5 separate regions of the Mus musculus genome follow, and all the other regions are linked to region 3. The links are chromatin contacts, called in public ChIA-PET and HiChIP or PLAC-seq maps. All regions are on one chromosome and are shown on one strand. The core of a region is the stretch at or near the end of the contact, and the rest is flanking DNA. Distances in the headings are between cores, read along the strand shown. Region 1 overlaps Wwox (WW domain-containing oxidoreductase). Region 2 has its middle 120 kb from the start of Gm39256. Region 3 overlaps Wwox (WW domain-containing oxidoreductase). Region 4 has its middle 150 kb from the start of Gm39256. Region 5 overlaps Wwox (WW domain-containing oxidoreductase).

The links. ChIA-PET counts read pairs in DNA pulled down with a chosen protein or histone mark. HiChIP or PLAC-seq counts read pairs in DNA pulled down with a chosen protein or histone mark.
Region 1: a contact with region 3 is called in an H3K27ac HiChIP or PLAC-seq map of regulatory T cell precursor, with 6 times the contacts expected there. The contact joins two enhancer-like sites. A contact is called at or near these places in 1 of 484 Hi-C or Micro-C datasets (CD4 T cells) and 2 of 115 datasets of contacts at active chromatin or transcription factors (memory CD8 T cells and regulatory T cell precursor).
Region 2: a contact with region 3 is called in an H3K27ac HiChIP or PLAC-seq map of regulatory T cells, with 4 times the contacts expected there. The contact joins two enhancer-like sites. A contact is called at or near these places in 1 of 484 Hi-C or Micro-C datasets (the MNK3 cell line) and 2 of 115 datasets of contacts at active chromatin or transcription factors (the 230-238 cell line and regulatory T cells).
Region 4: a contact with region 3 is called in a BATF HiChIP or PLAC-seq map of CD8 T cells, with 7 read pairs. The contact joins two enhancer-like sites. A contact is called at or near these places in 2 of 115 datasets of contacts at active chromatin or transcription factors (CD8 T cells and memory CD8 T cells).
Region 5: an RNA polymerase II ChIA-PET map of memory CD8 T cells shows a contact between it and region 3, with 36 read pairs. The contact joins two enhancer-like sites.

What each region holds. Positions count from the first base shown.
Region 1 is chr8:114,799,246-114,803,670 of GRCm38.p6, reverse strand. The region is part of intron 8 of Wwox (WW domain-containing oxidoreductase); the gene reads right to left. Among named protein-coding and RNA genes, the nearest start is that of Gm16118, 93 kb to the right of the region's middle. Within about 2 kb of position 2,035, at least 38 of the 459 cell types and tissues checked have an H3K27ac peak or open chromatin away from gene starts, as enhancers often do. A contact at or near this core is called in memory CD8 T cells and regulatory T cell precursor, where this site is marked.
Region 2 is chr8:115,527,341-115,531,667 of GRCm38.p6, reverse strand. No RefSeq gene overlaps it. Among named protein-coding and RNA genes, the nearest start is that of Gm39256, 120 kb to the left of the region's middle. Within about 2 kb of position 1,652, at least 38 of the 459 cell types and tissues checked have an H3K27ac peak or open chromatin away from gene starts, as enhancers often do. A contact at or near this core is called in regulatory T cells, where this site is marked.
Region 3 is chr8:115,186,797-115,191,625 of GRCm38.p6, reverse strand. The region is part of intron 8 of Wwox (WW domain-containing oxidoreductase); the gene reads right to left. Among named protein-coding and RNA genes, the nearest start is that of Gm39257, 230 kb to the right of the region's middle. Within about 2 kb of position 1,660, at least 57 of the 459 cell types and tissues checked have an H3K27ac peak or open chromatin away from gene starts, as enhancers often do. A contact at or near this core is called in CD8 T cells, memory CD8 T cells, regulatory T cells and 1 more, where this site is marked.
Region 4 is chr8:115,493,010-115,497,837 of GRCm38.p6, reverse strand. No RefSeq gene overlaps it. Among named protein-coding and RNA genes, the nearest start is that of Gm39256, 150 kb to the left of the region's middle. Within about 2 kb of position 1,672, at least 19 of the 459 cell types and tissues checked have an H3K27ac peak or open chromatin away from gene starts, as enhancers often do. A contact at or near this core is called in CD8 T cells, where this site is marked.
Region 5 is chr8:114,879,917-114,884,681 of GRCm38.p6, reverse strand. The region is part of intron 8 of Wwox (WW domain-containing oxidoreductase); the gene reads right to left. Among named protein-coding and RNA genes, the nearest start is that of Gm39257, 79 kb to the left of the region's middle. Within about 2 kb of position 2,376, at least 79 of the 459 cell types and tissues checked have an H3K27ac peak or open chromatin away from gene starts, as enhancers often do. A contact at or near this core is called in memory CD8 T cells, where this site is marked.

The DNA.
Region 1 (4,425 bases), core at 786-3,285, 390 kb after region 3:
ATTCTTATATTGCATGCCATTTGGGATTTGAAGTGTTCACCATAGCACTTGGTAGATGCATGCTTTGCAGCCAACACAATGTTCCTATGGGGTTATCTGGGCTTCTGTTTATAGTGCAGGTTAAAGCTGCAGTGGCCAAGCTACTGTCCTTTGGCCTTGTCATCCACTTTGTCATATCAACCTATATGCCAGTCTCTCCCGGACCTGAGGTGCAACCCTGTAGTAAAGGTGCAGGATGTGACGTCTTGTTTTCTTCCCCCCTGTGACCATAGAGAGGTCTTACATCAGAGTCCCTGGAGACACCAGTCAAGTCTAGCCAATAGGCAGCTGAGAGGCTGAGAGCCAGTGACATAGGACACCTCAGATTAAAGCACTTTGTAGCTGTTGTGACGCCCTCTAGTGGCAATCAGGGACACTTGTACCAGATGACACAATGGAAATCAGCCTGTGTCCCCGAGGAACCCTGGGGACACTGGATGGAGAGCTATGACATCGGTAAGAAAAAAAGCATTCCCACAACCCCCTATTCTACCCACTACACACACACACACACACACACACACACACACACACACACACATGCAGGTATGCACACATGCACACCCTTAAACCGAGAAGTAAATGTTATCTCTTGTTTCTTTTGTCCTGTCTCATTTTGCTACTTGTTCTGGTTACAGAACAAAATTGGACTAATGTCCTCAGGGGTCAGACTGTGACGACTCCCAGCCCCTCATCTGGGTTTTTAACTGGGAGGCTGAAGGTTTTCCCTGCATTAAGAAACAAAGGCAGAAAACAAAAGCACTCGGGGCTTATTATCTCTGCTTCCTGTAGAAATGCCTTCCCTGAATTATCATTTGACATCATGCCAGTTTAGAAGGTTGATGTAGGAACCATTTACTCACAAAGTATTGCTGAGTCTTTTATAAAAAATAAAAACCAAAAACCAAAAACTGGGCATACACCTGCCTTTTGGATTACCTAAGGCCTCATGTAGCCTTCTGCCAAGGTCCAACTCCAAGGCAAATTTCCACCTTTGCAGACGGGCTTTTGCTACCTCAGTTTTGCTCCATGACAATTGCAAGCAACATGGTTTTCCTGAGTGCTTGGACTCTAAGGATTCCTACCAAAATTCAAAGGCTGAATGAGCGAGAGAGTGAGTTTAGACCTGGCAACATCCACTGTGGTACTGTGCAGAACGCCTTTCTTCTCCTTCATTCAGATTCCTTGTGATATTCTTCATCTTTCCAGCCGGAGGAACACAGGCCCTATCACGCCCTACAGAGTCAGGTTCCCCTCTTCATTCGAGTTTCCACAGCTAGGTCCCAGGAGATCAAGCATCGTCAAGTGAGTGTCTTTGGCAGGTGATGTCTGCTCTTTTACAATTGGTGTCTGTGGGAGCTCGGGAGGTCTAGGAGGGATGATGTGAGGAAACCCATCAGGATCAAATCTGGATTGAAGACTAGCTCTGCCCAATTCCCATCACGAGAATCCTCCATTTGGAGACACCCTCTGGTGTCAAGCAAGATACCAGACCATGGAAATAGGCTCACCAGCCCTTGGCTAAGTCTACATTCATTTTTCATATTATAAAAGTAACCCTTGCTTCCAGTGGGAGGAGCGAAGGACAAAGGAAGGGCACAGGAAAAGCTCTAGCTAAACTCTAGCCTGGCACATTCAGGTGCCATACGTGTACATAGGCCAGTGACGTGTATCCCTGGGAGACAAGTGTTTCTTTTTTTAACTGTCCCCTTACAGAAGGAAAACAGGATGCTGTCAAACCACAGAGTCGACGTCACATCACATGGGCAATGAGTGATAGAGACAGATTTGAACCTGGGTCTATCTGACCAAGTTCATTAGGTAACTACAGACATTTGTTTTATTGGATATTTTCTTTATTTACATTTCAAATGTTATCCCCTTTCCTGGTTTCCCCTCAGAAAAACATCTGTCCCCATCCCCTCCCCCCTCCTCCTGCTCACCACCACACCCATTCCTGCTTCCTGGCCCTAGCTTTCCCCACACTCTGGGGCAAAGAGCATTCATAGATCAAAGGGCCTCTCCTTCCATTGATGTCGGACTAGGCCATCCTCTGCTGCATATGCAGCTGGAGCCATGAGTCCCACCATGTGTGCTTTGGTCCCTGGGAGCTCTGGGGGGTACTGGCTAGTTCATATTGTTGTTCGTCCTATGGGGCTACAGACATTTTGCTGGGTTTCTTTTGTTCCAGTTTTAAAATAATTTCTTTACTGATCTAGTAATTAATTAATTAATTAATTAATTTATCTATTTTATGTGCATGGGTGTTTTGCCCACATATATGTCTTTGCACCACATGCATGAATTATGAGCAGTTATGAGCCATTATGTAGGTTCTGGGAATCAAACCTGAGACCTCTGGAAAAGCAGTCAGTGCTCTAAGCCATCTCTCTGACCCTCATGTGTTTCTTTCTGCAGCTTTTTCTACGCATGCCTGTATATACATACCTGTGCACAAATATATATACACACATATATTTATATATATAAATAACTACATATATTGTGTGTATATATGTGTATTTAGTTCAGAATCTTGTACTATGCATATACGTGTATTAGTATAATGATTTTAATGTGGTACATGCATTTTCATAAACTGCTTTTTACATTCAAAATGTAAACTATTAATATATGTTACTTCTCTGAATATCTCTCTTAATTTAGAGTGTGTGTCTGTGTACATATACACACGAACCACACTCACATATTCAGGGAGGTCAGAGGACAACTTGTAGGACTTGGTTCTTCACACATGTGGGTCCCAGGGACTGAACTCAGGCCATCTGGATTGCCAGCAGGCTCCACTAAGCCATCCCACCAGCCCTTCCCTGAATAGTCTTAATGCCCTTCAAAAGTTTAAATTAAGGGGCTGGAGAGATGGGGCATTGATTTAGTAACTAGCATCCACTGCCTGTAACTCCAGCTTCAGGGCATGTATTTACTTCTGGCTTCCATGGCTACCTATGCACTTACACGCACATACCCACACACAGATTTATACATCCTTGAGAATAAAATAAATGTTTTGAAATTTTTCATTTTATCTACACTCCTTCAATTCAATAGATAGCTATACTTAACAGTGAGGAGTACACATCTTATAAAAAAAAAAAAAAGCCCTCCACTTTGTAAAACAAGGAAATGCTTAGAAGACTCAGAGGAAACACAGTGCATAGGAAGGGACTACTATAAAGCAGCCCCGAGTGCAGCCACCACATGCAGCCACAGCCACAGCCACATTCCTGTTCCCTGGTTTGACACCTAGAGCAAGCATCAGCTCTAATGAACATTTGGCAAAATGACATCTCATTTGTGTGTAAAGAAGGAAGCTGATCCCTTCTCCTTTGCCCCCAAATTCCTGCTTTTTTATGAATCTCAGACAAGCTCACATGTAGGGACAGATGAATCTGCAATCAGAAAATGGGTCTGCATATCACCAATGGTGATATGTGGGGAAGTCTGGGCCAGGCAGCGCGACTGTACGATTCTGCCCAAGGCTAAGCATCAAGCATACATTTCCATGTGGAACACCCGGGTTCCTGAGTCCGTTTTCACTGCCCCCAACCCCCAACAGCACGACTATTCAGTTCTGTGATGTTTTGTTCTTACTAATAATGTCTAAACATACCGGCTCCCATCCACCCATTCACTGAGACAGATGGCAAATACCGACCCTGACCGCAGGGCAGAGAAACTGCAGGAAAAACAGGAATGCAGGGTGTAGTTCGATATTCTAGGTGAGCTGATGTGTAGCTTAGTATGCCTCTGGGTGTGTGTGCGCGTGTGCATGCGTGTGAGTTAGTAACGGAAGTGGGAATTCCTTGTATATGAATGAAAGAGGGGTGTTATACATTTATTTATATTGGATCCGATCCTGTTTCCAAGGAGAGAGTAAACTGTTTAACGGGGAACATGGTCCAGCTCGGATACAACCTCTTTGGAGTGTGGTTCATTGGTCGGTTCGCCTTACTTGTGGACCTTCGCATTAGTCATGATCAGCTGCTTGTCTTTAGACAAAACACACTCTTTGGTGAGGTGTGTGTACGTGTTTCCTTTCTTAGAAGCTGGTTCAAGAGCAGCGTAGTCGCCTGCTTAAGAATCACCTGACCACCCATGGAGGCGGGGTTCGGAGACCCCGGATACGCACCCTCCCCCAAAAAAAACCATCTTTGGGTCAGAAGCCCTTCGTTTGTCCACAAGAATTAACTAGACGCTTTACAGGGGACTCCATGTCTGCTTGGTATAGAAGCAGATCAGCGGCTCTCGTGGACAAGAGACGGATTTTGAAAAGTTCCATCCTAACCTCTCGCCTTCAGTTACTCAGGAGGTTTCTTTCTGGAACCTCTGCAAGAGTTTCCGCGAAGGTCGCCTATAGGAAGGGGC
Region 2 (4,327 bases), core at 403-2,902, 340 kb before region 3:
CTCACAAATGTGTTAGCCCCAGGGGGCCCTGGAACCAGCACCCCATGAATACTGCAGGAAAGCAATACTTGTACCCCTGTCCCTAGGTTCAGAGTGGTGGCATGACTTAGAAGGAGCGGCAATCACTTACTGACTGCGTAGGTGGAGTGAACCCGGAAATGAATATCTCTAATAGTGAGAAGACAGAGGGTTGGGTGTGTCTCAACTTGCGTGGCCCGTGTTGGTTGTTGCCATCTGCATGTGGAGCTATTTAACTGATTAATGAAATCTGAAAGTACGGCTTCTCAGAAGCAGCAGCCCTGTGTGGAGAGTGGCTGTGGTATTGCGGAAAATTCCACCAGGCAGTGCTGTGCTGGCCCCCAAGCCCATTCTCCCATCTCCGTTTCTACCATGTCCATTTCCAGGGGTGCTGGTGGCTAAAGGCGAGGGGAGCTGGGATTTGGAGAGGGTTATTGTTGTTCTGTGCCAATCAAATCATTCCTGGTGAGTGGGGCCTGAAGAGGCAGGCCCATGGCTGTTGCCTTAAAGCATGGGTACTTGTCACAGGGAAAAACAGAGTCAGAGAACTGGTGAGCTTGCTCAGCTCCCACAGACCCCACGAGGTTCAAAGGTACCTGGCAGTCTTGGAAGGTGTCTCAGGCCTTTAATTGAAGATGGTCTAGGTGGGCAGGATGAGTGTAGAGTGATTCAAGAGATGTGTTTCTTAAGGTGTGTGGGGGGGGGGGGGGAGCATTGGGACAAAAAGAAAGAGAGAAAAAGAAAACAGCTAGGTCCATTTCTTGCAATGTTTAGCTCACTTATTGAGCTCAACTGTGTTTACTGAATCTCAAGATCAGGAGATTACAAATGTCTCTCGCTGAAGTGAATCTATACTTGAGGGAATGTAGAACACACATGAAAGGAAATTGTTTCCAAGATGAGAGTGGGGACCCAGTGGTCCAGTCTCTTTAATGTTGTCACTACAAGTTCCAGGGACACACTCACACTGGGGTTTAAGTGGTAGCCCTGGGGGTGCCACCTTCCTGGCAGGTGGAGGCTAGCACAATTTGAACTTTCTAGTCTATGGGCAAAACTTCTCCCCCTACCTACACCAACCCCCTCAGAGCATACAGTATGCATAATTCCACAATTACAATATAATATGCACATTCCTGCAATCTTTCTAACCTGCAAAGTGTTTTTAAGATAACATTTTACCTGGTCTTTTGGACAGGGGATGGCAGGAAGCCTTTGGGTTTGGAGAGTAAATGACCATTCCAGCCTGTATCTATAGCTCAGAGTTAAGTTTCAGGCACATGGTGGTAAGTAGGGTGTTTGAGGAAGGAGATGGTGGAGAGAGGAAAGGGGAGAGAGAGGGGGAGTGGGAGGAAGGGAAAGGGAAAGAAGGAGCTGTAGGGAAGGAAGAAGGTAGGAAACAGGAAGCTCGGGAGAAAAGAATAAAGAAAGCCAAAGTGAGAGAGAGGAGGAGAGGGAAGAGAGCAGTTTGTGATGTATCCTTTACTTTCAGTTCCGGTTCCAGATGAATAGAAGAGAAACCGTGGGGCTTAAGGACTTATTAACAGCGTTTAAGTCAGGGATGTGGTGTGAATCCTGGCCTCTGTCTCCACACCACACTCTCTCATTCCACCCACTCTCCGGGAAATCCTCTTCAAGCACAAAGGGGAGGGAGCCTGTCCGCCCACTCATTCCTCTGAGGCACCGGCTTCCTCGCACAGGAAACCAGGGTGAGCTCTCTCCCTGCCTGACAAGGACCTCTTCTCCATGACCCTTGACCTCCCTCATGGGACCCTTGACATGACCTAACCTTCTTCGTGTTCCTTGGCTTCAAGTTGGAACACAACAGAAAGACTACAAATGACAGGTGCGGCCACGAGCCAGAGAATGGCTGAGGCATTCTTGAAACAAGCTGGGAGCTCGCTTCCTCCCAAGAATGCCTCGGTGCGATCTGAGTTTAAATTCCAGTGAGTCAGGACTTACAGGGTGTTATTATGCTTGTAACATTTTTATAATGAAGCTGTGTCTGTAAGTAGGTAAGAAAATATAATCTTTGACATGGGGAAAAATGAGTGATGGGCTATGTTACCAAGATGACCAAAGGGACTTCCTGGAGCAGGCTGAGCAGTTGTTAATGGGTCGTGCTGTGGCCGTGATATTCGGAATAATTAAACCAGGATACTACAGAAATCCCAGTAGCAGAAGCACAGTGACAAGATCATATCCCCACCTGACACACACACACACACACACATACACACACACACACACACACACACTCACACACACACTCACACTCACACACACGCATTCACACAAACTTTCCAAGGCTCCTAACAGAACAAAGCGGTTTTTACTCTCACAAAATCTTTATGAATTGCCATCCTTGAGGTGACGTTAGAGACTTTATGATCACATTTAGGTAGCTTCTTTAAATTATTGAAGGCATTTCAGAGGGCCTCGTCTCTTGGAACAGAGCTAGGAGAGAGGTCCCCGTCCCCCATCTGGAGGTGGGTTAATGATGGTGTTTCTACCGTACAACGCATCCAGGACACCGAGGTTAATAAAACCCGTAGCTCTTCTTCATGGGTACCAGGGGATGGTTAATGTTCAAGACTGTGCAGGACCTCGGCTTAATGTTCCGTATGAAGGATCGACCTGCCAGACGGTACCCTCCCTGGTGCCAGCCTTGCATATTAGCACATGCCAGAAAGGGGCTAAGCAATCTAAGAAGTTAGGTGCTTTTTATCCAACTGGGGGGGGGGGGGCATGAGCCAGTGATCTTTCTATGCCCCCATGCCTCAATTTAGGGTCAGCTACTGCTCTTATAGAGAACCCTGGACAAAGTGCTAGGGTTTTCAATGTCTATTGCTCCTGGCTCTGGATGAGAACAAGTCTCTCCATACTGGGCTCCAATCCTTTGTTAGGGGCATCTAAAAGAATAGGGTTCTCTCCTCCTTTGACACACATACATGGAGAGATCTGGGACAGTATAAAGTGATATGTTGGTTTTAAACTTAGAAACAAAGGGTTTTCATCATGGGAAATGAGTCTGACCCCATATAGTAGAAACATTGGTGTGCCTTCAAAATTCAGAGGCTGAAATCTAACCCCCTAAAGTGATGGTATCAGAATTATGGCAACTCTGGGAGGTGACAGGTCATGAGACTACAGTTCTTAAGGAGTCGATTTGGGGTTTTTTAAAAGAGGCCCTGAGGAGATAAGATTGTCCCTAGGCCCTGGAAGGAGATATCAAAAACATCCGCTGTGAACAGAGAAAGACGTCTTCATATCTGCCAGTACATTGATCTTGGGTTGGTTTTTTTCTTATTTTTTTTCATATTTCAGAGTTGTGAGGAATGTTTTCCCATTATTTGTGAGCCTCTCAATCTGAGGCATTCTCTCAGGCCACATAGACTAAAAATCCCGGCTGGACTCTGGCCAAGTGGCCAGGCCACTCAGACTTGGTTTGACAACTGCCAGATATAGATTGTGAGAGGGACTCTGAAGGCAAGGAATTAACCCAGGAGTTGAGCCTGGTGGGGCACAGCAGGAGAGTGCAGAAAGCATGCATTAAGCAAGGGGTGATGCCTGCCATTTGTAAGTCTCTGTAGAGACTGGAGATAATCCTACTAGCTACCTCTAGGAGACACTGTACAAAAAGAGCCTCAGTATTGGCCCATCCAGGGCTGAAACATTTAACACCAATTCCTGTTATTCCTTGGCTGACAGATTCTCCAGGGTTTCCAGCTTATCATGACCCATGACCGTGGGTAGAATGGGTTCTTCCATGCCCTGAAAACCTTCGGTTGAACATGTGAAGGCATGCGTGACATATACTCACCCAGAAAGGCCTGGTAGGAATGGAGATGCATTTGCTAACATGAAGTCCAAATTCTTTCTCTACCAAATGAGGTCAGTCAGTACTTCCCACATCCTCGCAGGGAGATTAAACGTGGCAATATAGGAGTCCAATAAATACTAGTTATGGTTATTGCTAACCAAAAGGATGGGGTTTGTTTACTGCAACGGGGACTATAAACTAGATCTGGTCAAGAGCCTGGCGACTCGCCTGCGTTTGAAAGCACTCATTGTGGACCTAGATAGTTTGCTATTTGGAAAAACCAGGTTTACGGTCGGGTTGGGATTACAGGACAATGAATGGCGGAATGCAGTGAGTACAGAGATGAGTGCTTCCCTCTATGGACGACAAAACAGAAAGGATGAGGAGAATAACATGGAGAAACAAGGGTCTAGAATCATATCTCCCTAGGTGGAGAGTCATAATGTTCCAAGCATTTGTGTTTGGAATCCACTTTGATGTTGCTCCAAA
Region 3 (4,829 bases), core at 411-2,910:
GTGTGTTATCCAAGCGCTTAATCCCAGTGCGTGTTTCGGAAAGACGCGCTCTCCCTGGCTATTAAATTCAAAACGGAGAAGTCATCTTGTCAGAACCAGAAATGCTCTTTTCAAGGAGCTTTGCATCTTCCAGAGCTCATGGCAAAAATTTGAAAATCTCTCCACAAAGCAGTCACTAACGATGCAATGACTCACAACTGTTATCTGATCGGTCGTCTTACCAAAAACTCTAATACAACAGGGCATTTTAACACTTCAGAACATGGAGGCCTTAATGAGGGTCCGTCAATTGATCAGGCCTACCTAGGCTAGACAGAGGGTTCGGTGAGTAGAGTGTTTGAAGCACAAGGGAGAGAACCACCACTTCAGGTCCCCAGGTCCCAGGAGGCAGAGGCAGAGGATTGTCAGAGCAAGCAGAGTAGCCAGACTGGCAGGATTGCCAATCTCTGGATTTAATGATAGAAATTGCCTCAGCATGTAAGGTCTATGTCTTATGTCTATGAAGATATTTGATGGCAACCTCTGGCCACTCCACTCATGCACACACACACACAGAGATCCCACACGCGTTAGCCCATACACACATACACATGCTTACACATATAACACATACATAGACACGTGCAAAAGAGCAGTTACCAGAATTACAGTTATTAAGTGTCATTCCCAGTCTCCTGAACCCAAGCCCTTCAACAGAGCCCTGTTCTGCTCCCAACATCAGTCACCTTTGGGGTCCTCTGTCTACACAGTCACCCCCCTAGGCCTTTCCGTAAGTCTTCATCCTCTTTAAACACTAAAAGATGAGTCCAGGGCATGCCTAAACAGAGTGGACCTTTGCAGCTTCCATTCTTGGTACCCGGTCCCCTTCTTTTGTTTATAATATCCCAAAGCCCCTTGGGGGTCCCCCTCCCCAGCTGCCACCCGCTGTGACTTTCTCAAGGCATGGTTGTTTAGAAGCTAACGTTACTTCCTGGTGCTAGGAAGGGTCACAGGGCAGAGGCCTCCCTGATGAGAGTTTCGCAGCCTCTGGCTCATGATGTTGGTCCAGAGTGAAAAGCAGCCAGAGTGGCCTAAGAAGAAGCCATGGTGGTGGTCCTACCCTTTGGTAGTACTAGGAGGGGTGTTTGATGAAAACTGAGAAAGAGATAATTAAATCCTTTGGTACCATTTATGAACCTGGATCCCAACAGGCCTAAAGTCAGGCGCACTTGAATACTAGTAGGATCCTGATCCAAAGTGGTTTTTTGTTGTTGTTGTTTTTTGCTTTTTTTTGTGGTGTTTGTTTATTTGTTTATTAGGGGTGGTGGTGGTAGGGGCTTTCTTTAAATCCATTTAAATCTCATCTTTGGTTTGGATCTTGTGTCAGACTGTATTGCAAAAAAAAAAAAAAAAAGCCATCCTCTCTAGAAGAAATCTTTATATACACCGAACACCTGTAAAAATGTCCGATTCCTGGCACGGTGCCATTATTTCTATTTATCTCATAGTTTTCATCTGTGAAGTTCCTTGTGAGGTTTCCTGACACCCTCACAGGAAACAGGTTACACGCAGAGTATTGTTTTCATTTTCTTCTAAACTGACGCTGCCACTCAAAGCTACACCTCTCTCATATCCAGACACCAGCCGTTGCAGTCAGAGCCTCCCACCTGCCCACGTGTCCAGGAAGCCTGTGCCACAGAGGAAATGGCCCCGGCCAAGGTACGATGGGAACTCATCGTGACTATAGAACCTGTCCCGTGATGTCACTGAGTAGGAAGCTTCAGGGAGAGAAACTGTTGTCAGACAGTCAGACAGACAGACAGACAAGAAAGGAGGGGTTCTGTGGGAGTTCTCTCAAAGGAGAATTTTGATGCATCATTATTCAAAAATCTAATGACACGGGAATAGAACCATTAAAATACGTTATTTATTTTTAGTTATACTTCTACTTTTTCCTTTTTCTATTTTGTTTTTCTTCTTCTTTTTGGTAACTCTTGTGGTTCCATTGTATGTTAGGTAAAAGTTCCTTTGAGAAATTCAGATTAAGAAGAAAAAGGTGTATGGGTGTGACCCTTCCTACTCTGAAATGGCTCTTGCAAACCCTTCTGCCCGGTGGAACGGTGTGCATACGATTAGCTGCACACAGGGGGCCCACGGCTTGCATGAGCAGTTAATTTGCTCCACATTTCCAGGCTGCATTATAACCCTAATGATCACTAATAATAGACAGACCCACATTTTATTGAGTAAGTAATTTGAGACATTATGATTTTTATCATGCGAATAGGATTGACCAATTTACATTGGGCCCAGGGAGATAAATAACTGGGATCAATCTCTGCAGTGGCGGGCTCTGTCTCTTGGCAAACTGATAAGCATTGATCAGGAAGGTGGACGTCGTGAGGCAGTAAAGCCAACGAGCTGCTGCTGCGCTCCAGCCAGAAGGTCGGCCAGAGAGCCTGTGTCCACCTGTGACATGATGCCAAAGGCAATGGGGGGGACCTCATTTTGGGAGAGAAGGTGGGCTTTGTGCTCATGGGGCACAGACTCTCAAGCCAGTCCTGTCTCTCCTCTTCTACCTGCATATGACCTTTCATCCAGGAACACACCAGGAGGCAGGCAAGGGGCTGGCAAGATGGTTCAGGGGTTTAAAGGCGCTTGTCGAACATGCCTGGTGACCTGAGTTTTATCCCCAGAGCTCACAGAAAGGAGGAAGGAAAGAATTGATTCCAGAAAGCTGTTCTTTGGACTCCGTACATGCAGTATGTTACATGCATGTCCCGACATAATTCACACACGTGTTGGGCTTTTTTTTTAAGTGCTTTTTTAAAAGGAGAGTTAGGTAGAAAAAGTCTGGGTGTGGTTTATTCAAGAGGATGGAGAATAGGTTCCTCCCCCAAAGTCTGTAAACATAAAAGCAGGGATGGAAGGGCTTCATGAGATGCATCTACTCTGCAGAAAGAACCGAGCAGAAAGGGGATTCCCTTTATTGCCATAGAGGAAGCCACTGAGATCCTTGTGGCTGGGGTGACAATGATGGGGCCTCCAGGTTCTCTGAACTCACACACCAGAGAGTGGAGGAGAGGCGGAGCTCGGGAGCACTTTGCTGAACACTTCTAGAAAGATCTGCCTCAGTTGCACCTAGACACCAGAGCAAGAATGTTTTCAAAGCTCAAGCGCTTTGAAGGTGGAAATAGGAGAATCAGGAACTCAAGGAGGGGCTTGGAGAGATGGGTCATGGGGGAGAGCACACGCTGCTCTCTTGTAGGAACTGCCTTCCATTCCCAACACTGTGTCAGGTGACTCAGGACTGCCTGTGGGCTACAGCTCTGGAGGACTGATGCTCTTCTGGCCTGTGCAGGGGCCTCATGTAGCAAACGCTCACACAGACACATACATGCACGTACATGAAAATAAATCTTTGTATTAAGAGAGAGACGGGGCGTAAAGTCATTCTAAGCTCAAATACGGAGTTTGAGGCCACCCTGGTGCACTGAGATCTTGTGTCAAAAAAACAAAACAAAAAACAAAAACAAAAACAAAAAACAAAAACAACACAGCAAGCCAAATAAACAAAGGAATGGAAATCCTAGCAAACTTTTTTCCCTGTTTGAAGGAGTTATTTGTTGGAAGCAAAAGTCATATTTGGGGTAGGGGATAATGGTTGTTATTCTGGGCCTCACAGACTAACCTGCCTGTCAGTAACATCTGGCTTTTTTCCCTATGCATGTCTAGGCCATGTAAGTCCATACTTTAGCCATTTGTTTATAATTAGAATCATAAAGGTCTTCTTTCTTACTGTTTTTATTTAACCTAATACTACCTCAGGAATATTTTTTTCTCCTTTCTCATATCATCTGTTTTCCCACTTCCAGATGTTTTATTGTGACTCTTAACTTAAGGAGATGCCTTACTGAGGGGAATTTTTAAAAATGTACTTTAAAATGGTTTCTTTTATTATCTTAATTCTTTATTTGTTGCTCAGTTGGCATTTCAGACCAGATCTCATGTAACCCGGCAGCTTGCTGACTAGCTGAACTTCCAGTGTTCCTGCCTCGACCTCCCAAACGCTGGGACTACATGTATGTCCCACTGTGCCTAGTTTATGTCATACTGAGGAGGGAACCTGGGGCTCCCTTCCTGCTTGACAAGCAAGCGCTCTCCTTGGCGATCTGCATCCCTAGCCCCTGGGCTTGGTTTTTGATGTGGCTTTGCTGTCTAGGCTGACCTCAACCTTGTCACAGTCTGCCTAGGGCCTCCAAAGCTCTAGGGTTACAGGTGTGGGCCCTGGTGTCTGACCTAGGGAAGAGAACTATTAACAGAATGCAAACAAGGTGCTAAGTGACATTGGAAAAGCAGTAACAACAACAACAACAACAGAATACAAGGCACCATTGGCACTAAGGGCATGTGTCCCCCCACCTGCCCAGGTTCACGGGGGGGGGGGGGGGGGGGGGGGGGCAAGCAGAGCCCCCCTGGGAGTTAGAAGCTACACACTGCCAGTCACTCATTTGAGTGTATTGTTGAAGAGAGAAGCTAGGAGCATGCTGGAGAGGGCTCTTCAAAAGGGAACTGGCAGGCAGTCACAGCAGTCTGTTTGCCATCAGGAGTTAATTAGCCTTTGGCCACTGAGGAGGGGAGGAGCTTTCCTTGGATGGAGGCTCCAACCTTTAGCTGCAGCTGCTATTGCTGTTGGCACAATCCACAGTCATCCCCCCCCACCCCCCACCCCCTGTCCCCTGCAAGGAGAGCAACCGGCCTTGGGAATGAAAAAAAAAATTTTTTTTAGATGACCTTGAAGGAGAGAGGACAGCTCAGCCTGACTAGAAATGTCAACAGAATCCATCTTT
Region 4 (4,828 bases), core at 423-2,922, 310 kb before region 3:
CACTAGCGTGGCACATTTGTTATAACTGACAGGCCACTGTCACCAAGAACCCATTGTGTATATTAGAGTCTACCATTGTGGAAAGCATCTTATGGGTCCTAACTATAATACACATATCTGCCAGTACTGTGTACATCTCACAGGAATGTACAGGGATATTGTACTGTGAAAAACTCTCCAATAAAGACTTACACAGTAGGAGATGAATAAGGAAGTGTGTTGCTTACTTATTTTGTTGCCATGACAAGGCACACGGCATAAACAGCTTAAAGCGGGAGGGATTTATTTTGGGTCAAGGACACAGTCAGCATAGCGGGGAAGGCAGGGAAGCAGGGGCATGAGGTAGCTGGGTACTTTGCATCCACATTCGGGAAGCAAAGCAGAGAGCCATGAACACAGGGCCCAGCTCACCTTCTGTGAGCTTTGTATTTAGCCCAGGACCCTAGCCCATAGGATGCAGCCATCCACATTCAGGGAGTGTCTTCCCAATTCAGTTAACCTAATAGGTTAGGTAAATTGAGGTAATCGCTCACAGACATACCCAGAAATCTGTTTCTTTGGTCACCCTAGATATTGTCAGGCTGACAATCAGTATGAACGAGAGGAAAGTACAGCTTAGGAAGAAGAATGAGGGAAGGGGGTGGATATGCGAGTCTGCTAAGAAAATCAGTGGACATGAAGTAGAGAGGGGCCAGACAGGAGGAGAGGCCGGGGGGAAGATTGGAATCAAACCAAATAAGCCTTGGTACAGCTCTGAACGGTGAGGGAGTGAATCACAGTAAGTGGGGACCAATATGAACTTTCTTAGCGACTGTGATTCACACAGCTGGAACCTGCTGGGGCCTCCCCCACCGGACCACAGCCTGCCCCTCTGCAGCTGATGGTATGGTACCCCAGTAGGTCACCACAGCCAAGACATTACCACGTCTCCTAGTTCTTTCCAGTCTGATGTCATCTTTCCAAAGACTGGCAGCAGTTGCAAGAAAACTGTTTCAGATAGCTATTAATATTTTAACATGCTTTTAAGAAAATTTGGCCTTTTGTCGAGTCGGTCTCCAAGCAGACATATATCATAGCCCATGATAGACATTACACTTAGCCCTGTTTGGTGGGGATAGCTGCCTTGTTTTGATTCATTTTTTAACATCTATTATTAAAAAATCTTGCTGGTGTGTGTTTGCTCCTATATTCCCTGAGTTGCTTTGCTCTGTGCCCTCCCCATAAGGAGCAATGCACGGCTGATTCTGTGACCTGACCAGGGCTGTCAGAGATGACCACTTTCTAAACAACAACAAGGCCATCTGGAACCCAGAGGGCAAACCAAACATCTCAGTAACGAGGAAATGATAGACTGACGCTGGTTTTGCACTTAGGGTGGGGGATAAATGATTTCTTTCCACCGATATATATTACGAGGGACAGGCATAAAGCCCATTGGGAGAATATGCAACTGAGGATACTCAGCTTAAGAGGCAAGCTGGAGACAGTTTTAAGGAGAGGCAATTCCGGCAGAAGGATAGCAGGATGCTTCTAAGGTTGAGAAGAGAGGGTTTTGTGTGTTTGTGGAACAGGAAGAAGTCTGGTGTGGCTAGAGAGTGATGTGGGAGGAAAAGTGGTGAAGGCAGCCAGGGCTAGGTCACAAGACATGGGTTGGGTGGCTAGAAAGTGACATTTTTTTTTTCTGAGAACATGTACATGTGCACCCAGAAGCCAAGTGACAACCTTAGGTATGACTCCTCTGGAGCCAACAGTCATTTTGTTCTTTGAGATAGAATGTCCCATTGGCCTGATGTTCACCAGGTAGACTAGGCTGGGTGGCTAGGGAGCCCAGGGATCGGCCTGCCTTCATCTTCTCAGTGCTGGCATCATAAGTTCATGTCACCATCCTTGGCTTTGAATGCATCAGTCTAGATATTGATCTGGGGTCCTCATATTTGCAAGGGAAGCACTTGACCTATCAGGCTCTCACCTCGTCCACTACTTCCTACTTTGAAGCATTCTTTATGGGTGCCTTAATCCCTATGCAAAGGACAGGTCATACAGTGGCACTCTAGTTACCTATTCAATCTGATGACAGATCTCTAGGTCACCTCACCAAGTCACCAAAATCGGAGACTAATGTGTACTTAGAGTCTCCAAACTAAGCTCTAGACAAAAAGCAGCAATGCCAGCTCAGGTTCTTCAGCAAGCAGCCCCAAAAAGGAGCTTAATTCACCCTCTACAGAGCAGAACACTCATCCAGCTGAACTCTGCCTGGGTTCTTAGCTACATCATGAGATTCACAGTAAAAGCATGGTGATGGATGCCCAGTGTTGTGGAAGGCCTGACTGAAAGAGTGACAAAAATGTGTGGTGAGGTGACTATGCTGAAGATAGAAAAGTGCAGCCACTCCAAAGGGAAGTTTGGGGAGGGAGGGCAGAGGGAAGGGACTTGACAGAAGATTTATCACGGGGCTTGTTTTACCACCCAAGCAGATAGATGAGAGAGAGCCAGTGAGGTGAAGGAAAGAAAAGATTTGGTTTTTGCCTTGAAAGAACTCTTTGTTGGGTTGAATGTGAGATAGAAGCTAAAACCTTGGGTCAAGAGATAGGGGCAGAAGGGAGCCCGCCTTTCTGCATCTTGTTTCAGCTCTTCTCATTACAGATGCTCAAGTGTTCAGGGATGATAGATACACTGTTGTCTTTGAGCAAGCAGAAGCCTGACAAGACAAGATGGAGGCAGGGCTTCAGTATGTCTAGACATCACATAGCCAGAGGACTTCCCCTACCACACACAGACCGCCTCACCTCTTGGGCTCTCAAGGGGCTCCTGATGGTCTCTGACACCAGCGTTGCTCATCCACTGTAGCCCACAGATGCTATTAACAGATAATCTCCCATCGCATCCCAAAGAAGGGCTTAAGACCACAGGAGTTCTCAATGTTGGTTCCATCCCCAGATGCCCCCAGCCAAATGGAAAGTCAATACACCGCTCTTTTCCCTTGTGGAAACTTCCCAAATACACTCTTGCCAGGTGAGCCCCTGGGGAAAGAAACTTCTAGAAGAGTCCTCCTATGCCTCCTGATGCTGACCCAGTAACAAGTCAAGTGGATGAGACTGGTTCCTCTCATCTCAGCATTTTATTTAGGTCTTTGGTTGAGTCACTCCTGTGCCATTTTCCAGTGGGGAGCAATAAGTTAGCAGATCCAAGAGGTCAGGAGAGATCTCAGGCGGTGGAGGCCACCGCTGAGGAACTGGTGGCTTGACATTTGCGGAATCTCACTTCTCTTTTTACTTATTGCTTTACTGAGGCTGAGCCTTGGGCCTCAAATATCTGTTCTTCCAGAACGGATTCACGATTTGAGATGAGTCAGGTGGGGAGTCACCACAGCCCAGCTGAGAACTGGCACGGAGAAAGGAAATGTGTGGGAGAAGGGTAACCCCTTCTGCTATGACACTGGGCTTCTTCTTGGTCAGCTGTACTCGTTACCTTTCTAGTCTCCGTGACACAGCGTCCAACTTAGGAGAACAAGGAATGGTTTATTTTGGCTCACAATTGATGAAATCCATCATGGCCGGCAAGGCATGGCAGCAGGAATTTGAGGCAGCTGGTCACATGACATCCACTGCCACGAAGCAGAGAGAGATGAACCCTGGTGCTCACCTATTTATGCATCGGAAGATCCCAGACCATGGGATAGCACTGCCTACACTGAAGAGTAGTCTTTCCTCCTCAATTAACCTAATGTAAAAATAAAATAGAATAAAATAAAATAAAATCCCTCACAGACACACCCAGAGTCTCCCTCTTTATGGTTCCGGATCCTGTCAAGTTGACAATATTAACCATCATATCACCAGTCTACCCAAACGTGAGGGAGGAGCCATGCTGTAGTTTCTCCAAAATCCCATCTATTCAGTCTCTCGGGTTTTAGATTATTGGAGTTCCTGGAGTTTAACTATATGAAGCAGAACACCAGTTCGTCCGAGCCCTGTCTTGATCCCTTGCCTTAAAACTGAATTTTGCAATAAAATTATGGTCATTTGAAGCTGCAATGATGGATAACCAGAATGGAAGGGAAGCTGCGGGGGAGCTTGAAGGAGGAGGAATTAAAGAGAATCATTTGCAAACATACCCACAAGCTAACTACCCAGGAGTCCATATCTCTTCCCTAAGAATTTGTGAAGTCTGAGCACTCTCCTGCCTTCAAGGAGATCATAATTTGTTTTCTGGGTACAAGAATGTCTGTCTTAACATAGAAATCAGAGAGATGGGGTTGGAAAATGGGGAATTCTGGGATGCCTGACTGAGAGCACTGGACAGGGGAATTGAAATGTGAGCTCCACACTAAGAGCCCACTTGTCCATGTTGTAATCTAGCCCCTGGCGTGCAAAGACTAATCCAGATGTCCTTGGTGGATGAATTTATGAACATACCTTGCCTGATGCTTAGCTGCAAGAATTCAAACAACATCTGCAAGGTCTCTTTGCTTTGCCTCCCGTGAGCAGGAGTGGATGAAGGGAAGATAGCTCATCTGTCCAACAATGGCTTCCTAAGCAGCTCTGTGTGAGCAACACTGTTCCAGGGGCTGACCACACCAGCAAACAAAGTACAAGAAACTCTCACCTAGGTGCTTTTTAGTAGGACAAAAAACTATCAACCAAACACCAGCATGTATAAAAAAGTTAGGTGTCATCTGAAGACATGGACGCAGGAGGGCAGTGATTAGAGGTCACACATGGGAGGCCAAAGAAAGTCCAGCTATGGCAGCCTACAGGTGTAGAGCTGTGAGCATCAGAGGGAATACTATGTGCAAAGATCCTAAGGCAGGAGCTTAGATGACATGCTG
Region 5 (4,765 bases), core at 1,127-3,626, 310 kb after region 3:
CACACACACACACACACACACACACACACACACACAGAGAGAGAGAGAGAGAGAGAGAGAGAGAGAGAGAAACTTGTATGGATGATTTTTTTTCTCCTTTAGGAGTCATTCTAAAATCCAAAGGTAAGGAAAGGTGTTAGAGGAGACCCCTGCTCAGAAAGCACAGCCTGTACCCTGCAGTGGTACCCCGAAACACCTCTGAACTTGATGTTTTTAAACCTGAAGGAAGTGGGGATCAGAAAGGGTACCAACATGGACCATACCCATGAGGGGCTTCCTAGCACCTCTCTGAAGGGCTCTCTAGTGTAGGTCCCCACTGCTGTGGCTATGGGGGCTTTTGCATGTGACGCAAAATAGTGATCAGCTCAGAAAAGTCCCGCGCCTCCGGTCCTTCAGACCCAAAGCCCTTCTCTAGTAGGCATCTAGGATACCAAAGCCCAGAGGTCAGATAGTACCAGCAGGGAAGAAGGCAGGTGAAATGGACAATGTGGTTACTGGGCTGGTCACAGCGCCACCTACAGGAGGAGCCTGTAGGTGCCACCCCGTCAAGGTTGCGTGCTAGAACCCTAGCTCAGAGCACCCATGCTGAAGATCAGAAAGCTGAATTTGGAAGTGAAATGTTTCCTTGAGGGTGTTAGGAGAGCGCAGGCTTGTGACTTCTGAGATGCTCTCCACGGACCTGCTGAGAGTCACCCCCAGAGTTCTGACTTTTGGAGACTCACACTTTAATCCAGGGTTCAAGCAGTATCCAACTCCTGTCTCAGCCTCCCAGAGGAGAGGCTGAAGGTGAACTTGAACCTCCCACCCCGCCCCTCCCCCTCCGTCCAAGGTCTGTTTTTAGAGCTGCGAGTACCTTGGACTCATGGAGGTCCCCCTGATGGATGCCATGACTCAAAGCTTTTTTTTTCTTTTTTTAAATTAATACCTAATACATCTTTACCTCGTGGCCTTGGTGTAAACGAAAATGAAGTCACTGTTTGACAGCTTAACATTCTTACTCTTGTATCTGGAGTGTGTCTTGAGTGGTGGAGTCACCCAACAATGTACTGAATTTAAGAAGGAAACCCAATGTATCCCCCCCCCCCTCAAAAACAAAAACACCCAAAAAATCCTCTTTTTTGATTTTTCCAATGGCCATAAGGTCCCTGCTCTGCCTTGGCCCTGACCACACAGCTCAATCGGAGAAAACCACTGTGTTTCTGGAACCCAGGGCAACTGTCCTTAGAACTAACAGGAGTTTACTCAGTTTGCTAATGAACCGTCATGTGACCTTGAACAGGATCATGTGAGTATGCTCTCTCTCTCTCTCTCTCTCTCTCTCTCACACACACACACACACACACACACACACACACACACACACACACACATTACCTTTCACAAGCTTTGGTTTTCTCATGTACAGAATGACAGGATAATTCCGACCCCACAGATTTGATGGGAGGGTCCTACAAAATGATCTATGGGGACTGTTGGAACCAGGGCCTCCCATCTGCCACGTTGATGCCCTGCCTGAAGTTCCGTGGGTTGGAGCAGGTGACGACAGAAGGCCTCCAGGGGCCTTGGGGCTCTCAGCTGAACCGGCTCTCGGTTCCCAGTCCCTATTCCACTCCCACCGTACCACCCAATAAACAACAAATACGCACATCGGACAGCAGGCTGGTTCTTCAGCCTCAGTCTGTCTACCACTAAAATGGGTTTTCTATTTAGCCCAGGGCTGCTAGAAGCTGATAAAGGACAAGAAGCCTGCTACAGCAGGAAATTAACTCTCCACCACCTCTCCAGAGGAACTCCAGAGTTCTTTTACAGTCCTTTCACTATGGAGGCGGTGAGTAGGAAGAGAGAGGAAACAAAAAAGCTGCCCAGTTCCAGTTCTGATGCACTTTATTGTAACTGGATTCGCTCCAGTGCCCTGCCCCCCTCCTCCCTCCCCCCTCTCCCCTCCAGCCTGCATTGGGGCACCTGGAAAAGTCATGGCCATCCATCTGGTGTCAAGTGGCACCAATCTCTGCATTCTGTGAGAGTCAATTGCAATTAACAGGGCCATTCAGGAAACGGCAGGTACAGCCCAGACAAAGGCAGCCCAGACAGATCTTATCAGAGCCCAAGGCCGGCAGGACTGTCCCTTTCTGAAGCTGCCTGCCTGGGAGAAAACCCTGGAAGAAAGGAAGGAAGGAAGGAAGGAAGGAAGGAAGGAAGGAAGGAAGGAAGGAAGGAAGGAAGATGGGAAAGGACAGTGAGTCATAAGGAGGAGGCAGCGAGATTCAAGAAAAGCAAGCCAGACTCCAGCAAGCTCTTGGGCTCAGACACTGACAAACCCCAGCCACCAGGGGCCTTCAGCAAGTCACTCCACCCTTGCCAGCCAGCTTCAGAGCTGCAGGTGGCCCATCTATTAATAGGGACTACAAACGGCACCTTCCTCATCTTGAAACTGTCTAGAGGAGACATGCTGAGGGCGGTGTTTACTGTAAAGGATCAGGAGAGCTTGAGAGTGGTGGGAGAGCTCTGGAGAGCGAGCGTGCCTGTGTGTGTGTGTGTGTGTGTGTGTGTGTGTGTATTAGCAGAGCAGGTGTCTTGGAGAGAAGCCACATACCACACAGGCACTGGGTGAGCCTGCTGGATGCCACCTGTTCCACCCTGTCCACTTGGGCCACAGGGAATCCTCTGCCCATGCAGAAGAAAAAAAGCTCTAGAAAGCAGCCAGTCTTCCATTTAGGGAATCTGGTGACTAGCCTGCCTGCACCATCAGGGGGAAGGGGCTGATCGCCATAGGGCAACAAGGAGGATCAGGTAGAATCTGGTGGCAGTGGTAGGCACTCAAGGCATGTGATTCACTTTCTGTCAGCCCACATTCCTCGGTACCCTTCAGGGCCAGGGGAGTAAGCTCAAGCCCAGTAGGTACCTAACTAGGGCCAGAGGAAGAATGGGCCCCCGACCAGGCCTTGGCTCTGACTGCGTGAAGCAGTTATCACAGGGTGGCCTGGAGGTTGAAGGCCTTCTGCACCCTTTTCTGTGGAGAGGGTGGGGCATGTCTTCCCCGTTTTACTTTCCAGGCTAAGTGGCCTGTTCTTGTCACCGTCTGTCGTTGGGCACTTATTTTGCAAGGATGCTTTGAATTTCAGAAATATGGAGTTTTTAAAAATCCACCAATTATCATTTTTCGGTGTGTCTTTGTGTGTAAGAATGTTTGTGTGTGTGTGCACAAGTGCCGGTGCATGTGAACGTCTATGCACATGCATGTGGAGGTCAGAGGTCAATCTTTGGTGCTCATTCTCAGGCCATGAGCCTCCTTTTTCTTCTGAGACAGGGTCTCTCGCTGGCTTTTAACTTGTCTAGTAGGCTAGGCTGGCTGCCCATGATCCCTCTGAGCCTCCTATCCGCACCTCCCTATGCTGCCCTTACAGCCACACCACCCTTGGGTTCTGGATGTCAACCACTGTTTCCCCAGTTTCCATTAATCAGAAAGGTTAAAGGGAGTCTCAGAGCAGGAGTAAAGAGGTTCCCTTCCAGTAAGCAAAAGGAGCTGGGGTGATCGGGTGAGGGGTGGGGGAGGTGGGGGTGGGGGGTGGGGAGCAGCCACCACATTTTCTAACAGGAAGAGAAAGAAACCACAGAAGCAAAACATCATTGAATCGGGAGCCTGTTTATTCCAAAGAACAGGAGCAGAGACTATGCCCCAACTGGATGCCTCTATTGTAATCATCAGCTCTCAGTGTCTGATGCTTAAGCATATTGATATATCAGGTTTGGTGACAAGGTATTTCGTGCTGAGGTTTCTGAGGTGTCTAGTGGAGCCAGTGATGTGTAGTAGGAAGTCAACAACCCTTAGCTCCCTCCTCTTGCATTCTGTGTTATCGAAGCTTTCATCTGAGCTGGAGAGCGGCTGATTGTATCAACAGCAACATGGATTTCATTTAATATCTATCTTCTATTGACATGGAACCACCGACTCTTAATAGCAGGGACCTGTTCGAGGCACCTTAAAATTGCAGCTCGAGTGCAGACTTCTCTCCTAGGACCTCAGGGTGGTGTGCAGGGGGAAGTAGGGACGGGGAACTGTCCACCCACCTTTGCAGTGGCTGGGTGAGTTACAGAATTATATTACCAGTACAATTAGGTCAGGGTTTCCTCTGCATTGCCACAGCTACCTTTGAGCCCTGTGTGACACAAGGTGTTTTCCTCTGTGACCTGGCTTCCAAGGCATCTAAACTGGGCTTCACTGAGGCCATATAGAAAAGCTAACACCAGAGTGCTCTCTCTCTCTCTCTCTCTCTCTCTCTCTCTTTCTCTCTCTCTCTCTCTCTCTCATGTGATAGCCAGTGCTTGTCATGACAGAGGGAAGAAGATAATAATATTAATGATCTTGATGTTGACCATGTCAAGGCTGACTGTACCACATTCTTCCTATCAGGCGTAGAAGGAGGTGGTCCCTGGGACAGGGCTTAAGATTTTAGCATTCAAGTTCAGTGTCATTCCTCCTTGGGCTTCCTGAGGGACAGACTACAGGTACAGGCAGGCTTCCATCCTACAGGCACAGAACTTGGGGTGGGGATGGGGTCTACACTGAAAAGGTCATACACATTTAATTCTGGGGGCTCCCGAGCCAGATTCCAGCAAGTCTGGGATCTGTTTGTCTCTAAACCAGGGGTTCCATGAAAAGAGCTACGGTTTTGGCAGCAGATGTACTTAAGTGTCACATCTGACTTTCTAGTGCCCCATGTAACACTAGATGAGGCTTCCTGTCTGTAAGGTGGGGTTTCCCTTA